2 separate regions of the Mus musculus genome follow, and region 2 is linked to region 1. Evidence: chromatin contacts called from public HiChIP or PLAC-seq data. All regions are on one chromosome and are shown on one strand. The core of a region is the stretch at or near the end of the contact, and the rest is flanking DNA. Distances in the headings are between cores, read along the strand shown. Region 1 holds the start of Lama5 (laminin, alpha 5). Region 2 overlaps Taf4 (TATA-box binding protein associated factor 4).

What was found. HiChIP or PLAC-seq counts read pairs in DNA pulled down with a chosen protein or histone mark.
Region 2: an H3K27ac HiChIP or PLAC-seq map of embryonic stem cells shows a contact between it and region 1, with 5 read pairs. The contact joins the enhancer-like site here to the promoter of Lama5 in region 1. A contact is called at or near these places in 6 of 39 promoter capture datasets (the C10 cell line, the HPC-7 cell line, HPC-7-derived erythroid cells and 2 more), 1 of 484 Hi-C or Micro-C datasets (embryonic fibroblasts), 3 of 115 datasets of contacts at active chromatin or transcription factors (embryonic stem cells and microglia) and 1 of 9 other capture datasets (adipose tissue).

Annotation. Positions count from the first base shown.
Region 1 is chr2:180,223,697-180,227,868 of GRCm38.p6, reverse strand. Lama5 (laminin, alpha 5) reads left to right here and starts at 2,010. Exons shown (of 79, transcript NM_001081171.2): 1 at 2,010-2,378. The coding sequence starts at 2,067. Gm52542 (a long non-coding RNA gene) reads right to left here and starts at 3,250. Exons shown (of 2, transcript XR_003953984.1): 1 at 3,186-3,250; 2 at 1,555-2,930.
Region 2 is chr2:179,927,081-179,931,252 of GRCm38.p6, reverse strand. It overlaps Taf4 (TATA-box binding protein associated factor 4), which reads left to right. Exons shown (of 15, transcript NM_001081092.1): 8 at 1,829-1,976. Among named protein-coding and RNA genes, the nearest start is that of Taf4, 47 kb to the left of the region's middle. Within about 2 kb of position 1,937, at least 13 of the 459 cell types and tissues checked have an H3K27ac peak or open chromatin away from gene starts, as enhancers often do. A contact at or near this core is called in the HPC-7 cell line and embryonic stem cells, where this site is marked.

The DNA.
Region 1 (4,172 bases), core at 761-3,260:
TGGCTGACAGGCTGACTCGGCACGTTCTCAGCCATCTGCCCCCTCTCTTTCACTGGCTCCTCTGGGACCAATCCAAAGTACATCCTGCCTGGCCACTAGGGGGCTCAGGGGAGTACTGGCACAACCTTTGCCCTCTAGACCCCGGAGAAACTCCCTTGAAGTCAGCAGGCTATCAAGCCCGGAGGTCAGACGCTTTGGTAATGTATCTCTCAGCCTCAGGCTGTTAGGACCCCCAGCTGCTAAAGAGGGTAGAGGCGTGAACGAGAATGGCTTCCTGGCGGGCATGGGGGACTTCTAGGCAGTAGTAGGGTGGGGCCAGCCATCTGGGAACCTGCTACTGCCCCAGCTGTGCCTCACACGGGGTCTTAAATCAGCGTCTGAGCCTACTCTACTGAATTCCAGATTCCTCCCTGTCTCCCGCCCTCTCTGGAGCCAGCCCCTCCCCCACACCAAGCCTTCGAAGCAAAGGGAAGCGGCTGCCTTGCCCTCCCCCAGGTGGAAAACTAATAGTGAGGTTATAGAGGAATTCCGGGGAGGGAAAGTGGAAGCATCCAGGGAGGGCAGCTTGTCTTGACCTCGCATTTTCAACGGAGACTGGGGTCCTCCCAGCCCCTTGGGGTTTAAGATTTGTAGGAGGCTGGGGGGTTAGTCAGGAGGGCAGGAGGATGGTGCAAATTTTCCAGACAATTACGGGTCAGAACTGGGCCAGGACATGATGGCAGTGTTTCAGGAACTCACTGGGACCCTTGGGATTATCCAGAAGGACCAGCAAGAATGGGAGTCCTACCCAAAAACGTGAGATGGTGGCCTGGCTAGGAGATAAGGGGAGCTGCTAGCCCTGCTGCTGAGTTCGACCTCTACACCCCTGGGGGCTTTCCTGTTTGGTCCTAGAATCCAAGGGAAGGGAATCCAGTGGCTGTGGCTGAAGCAGACATGAGGTACACAAGCATCTTAGCTAAGCCTCTAGGACGTTCAATGTTTGCAACTCAGCCAGGCAGATCAACTGGAGCCCACTGTACCCCAGAAACACAGGAGCTAGAGGCACGGCTTGCTTAAAAGATGTCTAAGCCGGGCGGCGGTGGCCAGCGCCTTTAATCCCAGCACTTGGGAGGCAGAGGCAGGTGGATTTCTGAGTTCGAGGCCAGCCTGGTCTACAAAGTGAGTTCCAGGACAGCCAGGGCTATACAGTACAGAGAAACCCTGTCTCGAAAAAACAAAAACAAAAAACAAACAAACAAACAAAAAAACAGAAAGAAAGAAAGAAAGAAAGAAAGAAAGAAAGAAAGATGTCTAAGCAAAGTCTTAGCTTCCCAAGGAGCCTATGGAGTGGCACCTATAGGCCAATGAGCATCCTTGGATATGCTCCATGGGTGGGCGCCTGTCATTTCTTTGCTCTTGTATTGATCCCCTATTGCAGAGGAGTTTAAAACCCAAAGGGGTAGACAGGGCTAAATCCGACCTAACAATGGAGGAAGTAGGGGGTCTCCTCCTGTCTGGTCTTCTCCACCCCCCCCCCCCCCACCATTTGCAGATCACATCTCCTCTGGGTCCCCATCCACAGCTACACACAGTTTATTCAAATACCAACAGGGAAGGAAGAGAGTAACAGGCTAGGGCAACGGGGAGGCGCCAGGTGGCTGAGACCTGTTTGAAGTTAGGGAAACAAAAACAGGAGCCGCTGGGCGGGTAGAGGCAGGCCCGGCATGCTGGGGTCCTGAACATCCACGGAAAAAGCAAGGGGTCTCAGTGGGGATCGAAGCCACCACCTGGGAGAGAGGAAAGGCTCAGTAGCGCCAAGTTCCCGCGGCCTGGCGGGCGGCCAGCAGGTGCCCCTTCCAGGACGCTGGTCTGGCCGGGGTCGGAAGGGTTAAGGTCCCCAGGCCGCCCCCTCTCTTATGCCCTCCCCCAACCCCCTCTCCAGGGCATAAGGCTCGGGCGCCAGGCGGGCCTGGGCGGGGCCTGACGTCCTCGGACAGGCGGGGCCAGCGGGACCGGCCGCCCCAAACTAGACTTGCCGGGCTCCTGCGGTGCGCGCTGTCCCTAGAGCCGCAGCCCCCAGCAGGAAAATGGCGAAGCGCGGAGGGCAGCTCTGCGCGGGGAGCGCACCGGGCGCTCTTGGCCCCCGGAGCCCCGCGCCACGGCCGCTGCTACTGCTGCTGGCTGGACTGGCGCTGGTAGGCGAGGCGCGCACTCCCGGGGGCGATGGCTTCAGCCTGCACCCGCCCTACTTCAACCTGGCGGAGGGCGCTCGCATCACCGCGTCCGCGACCTGCGGCGAGGAGGCCCCGACGCGCAGTGTCTCACGCCCCACCGAGGACCTCTACTGCAAGCTGGTTGGGGGTCCGGTGGCTGGCGGAGATCCCAATCAGACAATCCAGGTGAGCGCGGCACGGAGGAGCTGGTTACACCATCCTGTGGTGGTCCACCTCTAGCGCCGGAACCCAGACATCTCGTAGGGGCTCCCAGTGCTGGGGAGAGTAAGTACGGACTGACTCTCCCACCAAGACTCCCTGGCCCCATGTTTTGATGGACTAAGGGGGACCCTGATGCGGCTACCGAAACTCGTGCAGACACGGCACGTGCCTCTGGAAGAGCCAATGAAGTGTCCGACTCGCGGACCAAGGGCCCCTGGGGCTGGTGAAGCTCGGGGGTGGGGGTGGGGGGGTGACCTAGGCAGGAGGGGACCGGTGATCAGTCCTCGGCAGCCGTAAGTCCGGGATCCCTGCGTGGGCGGAACTTGGCCAGGGTGCCCGCTGACTGTGAGGAGGGGGCGGGAGCTCCTTGTTACCCCGGGACAGGCAGGAACCTGTTGGCCTCCCGGATAGGGACGGAATGAGCGCGGAAGCCGCACCATCGCCGGTTTCTCCTGGTGTTGGGTCTCACTGTCTCAGCCAAAAGTTGAAGAAGCTTCTTTGCTTGGGATCTGGGAACTTCAGAAGGAGGTGGAGAGCGCTAACACCTGTGGGCCATCGTGGAGGAGCCCCCTGCCCAGCAGGTGGTAGGCTCTGGGGCTTTAGTCTCCCGGGAGATGTGGATTCTGTACCTAAGGACTCTCCTGAGCCCTGCCTTTCAGGCTGAGCCTGCAGGTGGGCCACGTTGTCCCCCCCCCCCCCCCCGCAGGACTCCTGCCTCACGTTAGGGACCTAAGGAGTTGGGAGCCATTAGGGCCTGGTAACTTTAGCTACCTTCTCTAGGGACCTGCTTCCACGTTCCTGGAAGGAGGCTGGCGAGGGAAAGAATAGCTGAAAAAACGGATTCGTCGGGGTGGAGAAAGGGGAGCGGTGAAGGAATTCAGTTCTGTTTTCTGGTTTACCTGGCCACCACCCTCCTTGCCTGCCCACCCCGCCTGTTCTCGGGCCTCCAAGTGGGGAGGGGGAGTTGAGAAGGGCCGGGCTCCCTGCGCTCTGGTTCCCTTGCAGTCTCAGAGTAAGAGCAGGTGTGGGCCATCAGAGACAGGGAAACTGAGGCCTGGGAAGGTATAAACACTTGTTTTTGAAGCTTTACAAGTCAGAGCAGGATCCGTCTGAGGCGAGCGTTCAGAAGTGAGGTGCCATCAAACGGTGGTGGCGCAGGCCTTTAATCCCAGCACCTAGGCAGGAGGGGACCGGTGGCAGAGGCAGGTGGATTTCTGGGTTCGAGGCCAGCCTGGTCTACAGAGTGAGTTCCAGGACAGCCAGGGCTACACAGAGAAACTCTGTCTCGAAAAAACAAAAAACAAACAAACAAAAAAAACAGAAGTGAGGTGTCTCTTGGCCAGCGTTGCTCAGTATATGGCTTCAGGGAGCTGAGTCTCAGGAGGGGGCCCTGTAGGGATCTGTCCTGACCCAGAGGGACTGCCTGGGATCCCAGGGCCTTTATCTCTGCTTACATAGTAATTGTTATTCTCTGGGAAGGGAACTCAACTCCTTTTGCACATCCTGGTCCTGGACCACCGATCCTGCTCTGCTAGTGCACAGGCCTTCTCGGAGGGTCACTGGCTCAGATGGATCTGATTCTGCACAAATTGTTATTACCTCTTTATAGTGGCAAAGGTCCAGCCAGGTGGTCAGAAGTTACAGCCCCTCTCTGCTGCACCTCCTTGGTGAGAAAGTAGAAATTGCAGCTGCTTCAGCAATGGCTGAATCAAGGGGTTAGGCATGAGAGTCACAGATTGTCCCCAAGGAGTCAGGGAC
Region 2 (4,172 bases), core at 688-3,187, 300 kb after region 1:
GCCAGACTCCTGGGTGCTGGCTGGCCTGTTAGAGCTTGCTTTTGTCTTTACTCTGTTGGTAGTGAGAAGAGTTGAGAGCAGGCTGAAGGACCACACCTGAGCAGGTTTTCTCAGTGGGCAGATGTTCCTGTGTCCTTTGCTTTCACATGGTTTCAGGAGGGACCTGAGCAGTCAGCACCCTGATTTACCCAGAAGGCAGTTCTGTGGAAGAGCATGCCCTCTCTGTGAGGGTCTCACCTCCAGTCCTGGTTCTGTCAGTTGTAGCCTTGAGTGCTAGATTGCGTGCAGAGCCATTTCCATTGGGTTGGTTTTAACTGTCAATTTGGAATAACGTAGAATCATCTGGGAAGAGCGTTCTTAATGAGAAATTATCTAGATCAGAATGGCATGTAGGTGTGCCTGTGGGGAATGTCTTGGATTTTTGACTGATGTAGGAAGACTTAACCCTGATTGTTGGTGGCACAGAAAGCTAACTGCACAGAAGGGCACAGACAGGCAACATGGCTACATTTGTTTCTCTTGACTGTAGATGTGCTGTGACTAGTCTCAGTTGTTGCCTCTGTGACTTCCCTGCAGGGATAAACTGTGACCAGGAATTGTAAGCCAAATAACCCTCTTCCATCAGTTACTCCGTCAGGCTGTTTAATCGGTGTCACATGTTATACTAGAACAGTGACTTTTCTTTTCACATATGGGAACATGGTGTGTTCAGCCACCTGGTCACTGCTGTGTGCTGTCTTGACCCCCCTCTTATACCCCAGTCTCTGCTTATACCTTTGTGTACAGCTGAGGCAGATAGGTCAACTTCATGCAAACTTGGGCCTGAGGCCAGGGGATCTCAGAACCCATGGAAGTGAGCCACTTTTCTGTATCTCCATTTAATGGCTTCTCAGTGTAAAGCCCTGGCCTGAGTTGCTGTGGGCTTGCCCATCTTGTCTGGTGTGAGCACCGTGTTCTGTTGCAAAAACAGTTCTGGTGCAGGCCTCAACCTCAGCCCTTTACAAGTGTCCTGTTACATGTGTTGCTCAATGAAAACACAGCCACCATTTTTTTTTAAAGCAGAGTTGGAGTTCAAATCCTAGAAGGGTTTCAGAACCCTGCAGACACTGTGATACTGTGTACACCACCAGCCACACAAAAAGGCTCCTTTATATAAACTAGAATTCTTCCAGGGAAGCTCTTAGCTCAGAGATTTATGGTCGGGCCATCAGGGAGCTTCCTGTGGGCCAAGGCTGTACGCAGGACAGCAGAGCTGAGCAGGCCCTGCAGTGTGGACCAACCACCCTTGGGCTATGCATGGTTCTGAGGTGGACAGGCTGTGTTTGGACAGAGAACCAAGTTCAGGGTAGGACTTGGAGAGCCATCTTCACTCCAGTAGAAAAATAATCTGACCTTAAACAGAATTTAGAATAGAAATAAGTCATTTGACGTATGTCCATCAGGTAACAGTGTCAGTCTGCTGACAGGCTGGGAAATCCATGTTCCTTGTGGGGCCTGAGCTCGGTAAACTTTGTTTTGCTGCTGCCCTCTAGGCTATGTGTGGGGTCCTGAGTTTCATGTGCTCCGTGTACTTGCTCTGCTGTATTGTGGCCTGGTGTGGCACCATTCTGTCTTTGTCTAAATCTTTTGAAGCTGTGTGCAGAGGCTTGTTGGAGACTTGTTGGGCCAGGCTTTTTTAGATGTGGAATGAGGTGTACATCTGGACTTCCTGGAGCTTCTGGCAGGGCAAGGTTGGGGTAGCGCCAATGAAGCAAATAGCTGGCTTCATGGGTCAGTGCGGTGGCCCCTAGGATGTGTGTGCTCATGCACTATGCTGGCTGTGCCCCAGGTGATCCAGCAGCCCCCGAAGCCTGGAGCCTTGATCCGGCCCCCGCAGGTGACCTTGACGCAGACACCCATGGTCGCATTGCGGCAGCCTCACAACCGGATCATGCTCACCACACCACAGCAGATCCAACTGAACCAGCTGCAGCCAGGTGAGGCCCCGGCTGCTGCCACCCAGGACTGGCTTGTCCCGGAAATGGCCAGTTGTGGGACTGCTACTTGATTTCATTTAATCGTTGTGATAAAATTAATTTACGCACATTGCTCAGTGACTTCATTTATGAGGTTTGTGCAAGCCATTACCCTTGTCAACGTGATTTTTAAATTCCCTGAATTGTATACATTACATGGTTAGTATCTATTAGATACTTCTAGCTAGACCTTCTAGCTGCCTGTCTCCCTCCCTGGGTGGGCAGGCAGGCAGCCAGGCCCCTGCGGCTCAGACCCTCTCACACCTTGTGCAGTGGTCTGCATGATCTCAGCCCTCCTCTCTCCCTCTCCCCTTTCCTCTGGCTTCCCTCCTTCTCTCCCTGTTGCCCTGTTTTTCCTAGAGTTAGTATAGATCGTGTGGTATGAATGTTGTTCCCACCCTCTAAAAGCCTATAAAAAAACAGGAAGCTGCTTTGTTCGTGGGGTTTGAAGGGAAGGTGTTCTCTCTCTCCAAGGCCCAATCATGCTGCCTATGGTGTGACACCGCCTCTGAGGCTCTTCCCATTTCAAGGCCTGGTCATGATAGAGTTTCTGCTGATGTGTAATTCTGTATTAGCTCTTTCCACCAGACATAAGTAAGGCCTTTAGATGATAACCCCCCCCCCCCCCAAGGCAGCCTCACTGTGTTACCCTTGCCCTAAACTCATGGGCTCCAGAAATTCTCCTGCTTCAGTCTCCTAGGTGAAACTTTAAATATATAGCATATATTTGCTTACTCTTAGTCCCTCTCAGGAGTCATTCTTGTACTTTAACAGTTGGAGGGAGCTGGGAGTGGTGGTGCACACCTTTAATCCCAGCACTCAAGGGCAGCCTGGTCTTCAGAGTGAGTTCCAGGACAGCCAAGGCTACACAGAGAAACCTTGTCTGTCCCCCTCCCCCCATCCCCCAAAAGAGTTTAGAGAAATATAGGCCAGAACATGCATGAGGAATGCAACTAAACCTTAAAAAAACAAACTTAGGATTTAAGTGTTAGCTACATACAGTTTAAACTTTTATCTTTAAACCTTGTTGTAAGTTATTGTATCCTTTGAGATTTCAGTTAGAAAGCCACAAGGGGAGAGGCGGGCACGAGCATGCATGCACACACACACACACACACACACACACACACACACACGCACACGGCAAATATACATACATACAACACGTGTATGTATATATATATGACACATATACACATATTTGGCACATGTATGTATGAGACATATACATATAACACACATGTGTATATATGGCACATATATATGCCAAGCATACATATATACATATAATACATACATATATATGACACATATATGGCACACATGCACACATGACATACATACAACACACATGTATATATGTCACAATACATACATACAATGTGTGTGTATATGGCACATACACATATATGATATATATATATATACATATATATAAAATATATATATGACACACAATATATAATGCATACATATATACATATAACACACACATATACATATATATGGCACACATATACAGGGCATATACAACATAACACACATGTGTACACTTGATACATACATATGGCACACATACATACATATAAAATACACATGTATATATATTTAACACACACACACACACATATCACGTATGTGTTGTAAAGACACATGAGAATGCTTCTTTAGTCTGTGCAGGTGAGGAAGGGATTCATATAGAGCACGGGGATGGGTTCTGACATAATCAGTGGCACTATCTTGGATTTGCACTATAGTTTTCCTAAGACTTTTTTTTTCCCTCAGGTGTAAGCATGTATTTTTCTTTATCTTTTTAAATCATCACACATATATATAGCATGTTTTGATAAAATCCACCCTCCTGCCCATCTCCCAACTCCTTTGAGACCCAACATCTCCCTTCCAATTCTGTGCATTTAAAAACAAAAACAACAACAACAAAAATGCCTCTTAGTCTGTCGGTGCTGCAGGTTTCGTGCATGGGTACAGGACTATCGACCGGAGCATGAGCAGCCTATCCAGGGCTGCGACCTTGGAGAAACAGCTTGGAGCCCCTTCCTATCCATGCTAGACTTACAAACAATACAAACAAAACACCACAACAACTTTGTTTCCTGTGTGTGGGTGTTTTGCCTGCATGTATGTCTGTATACCATG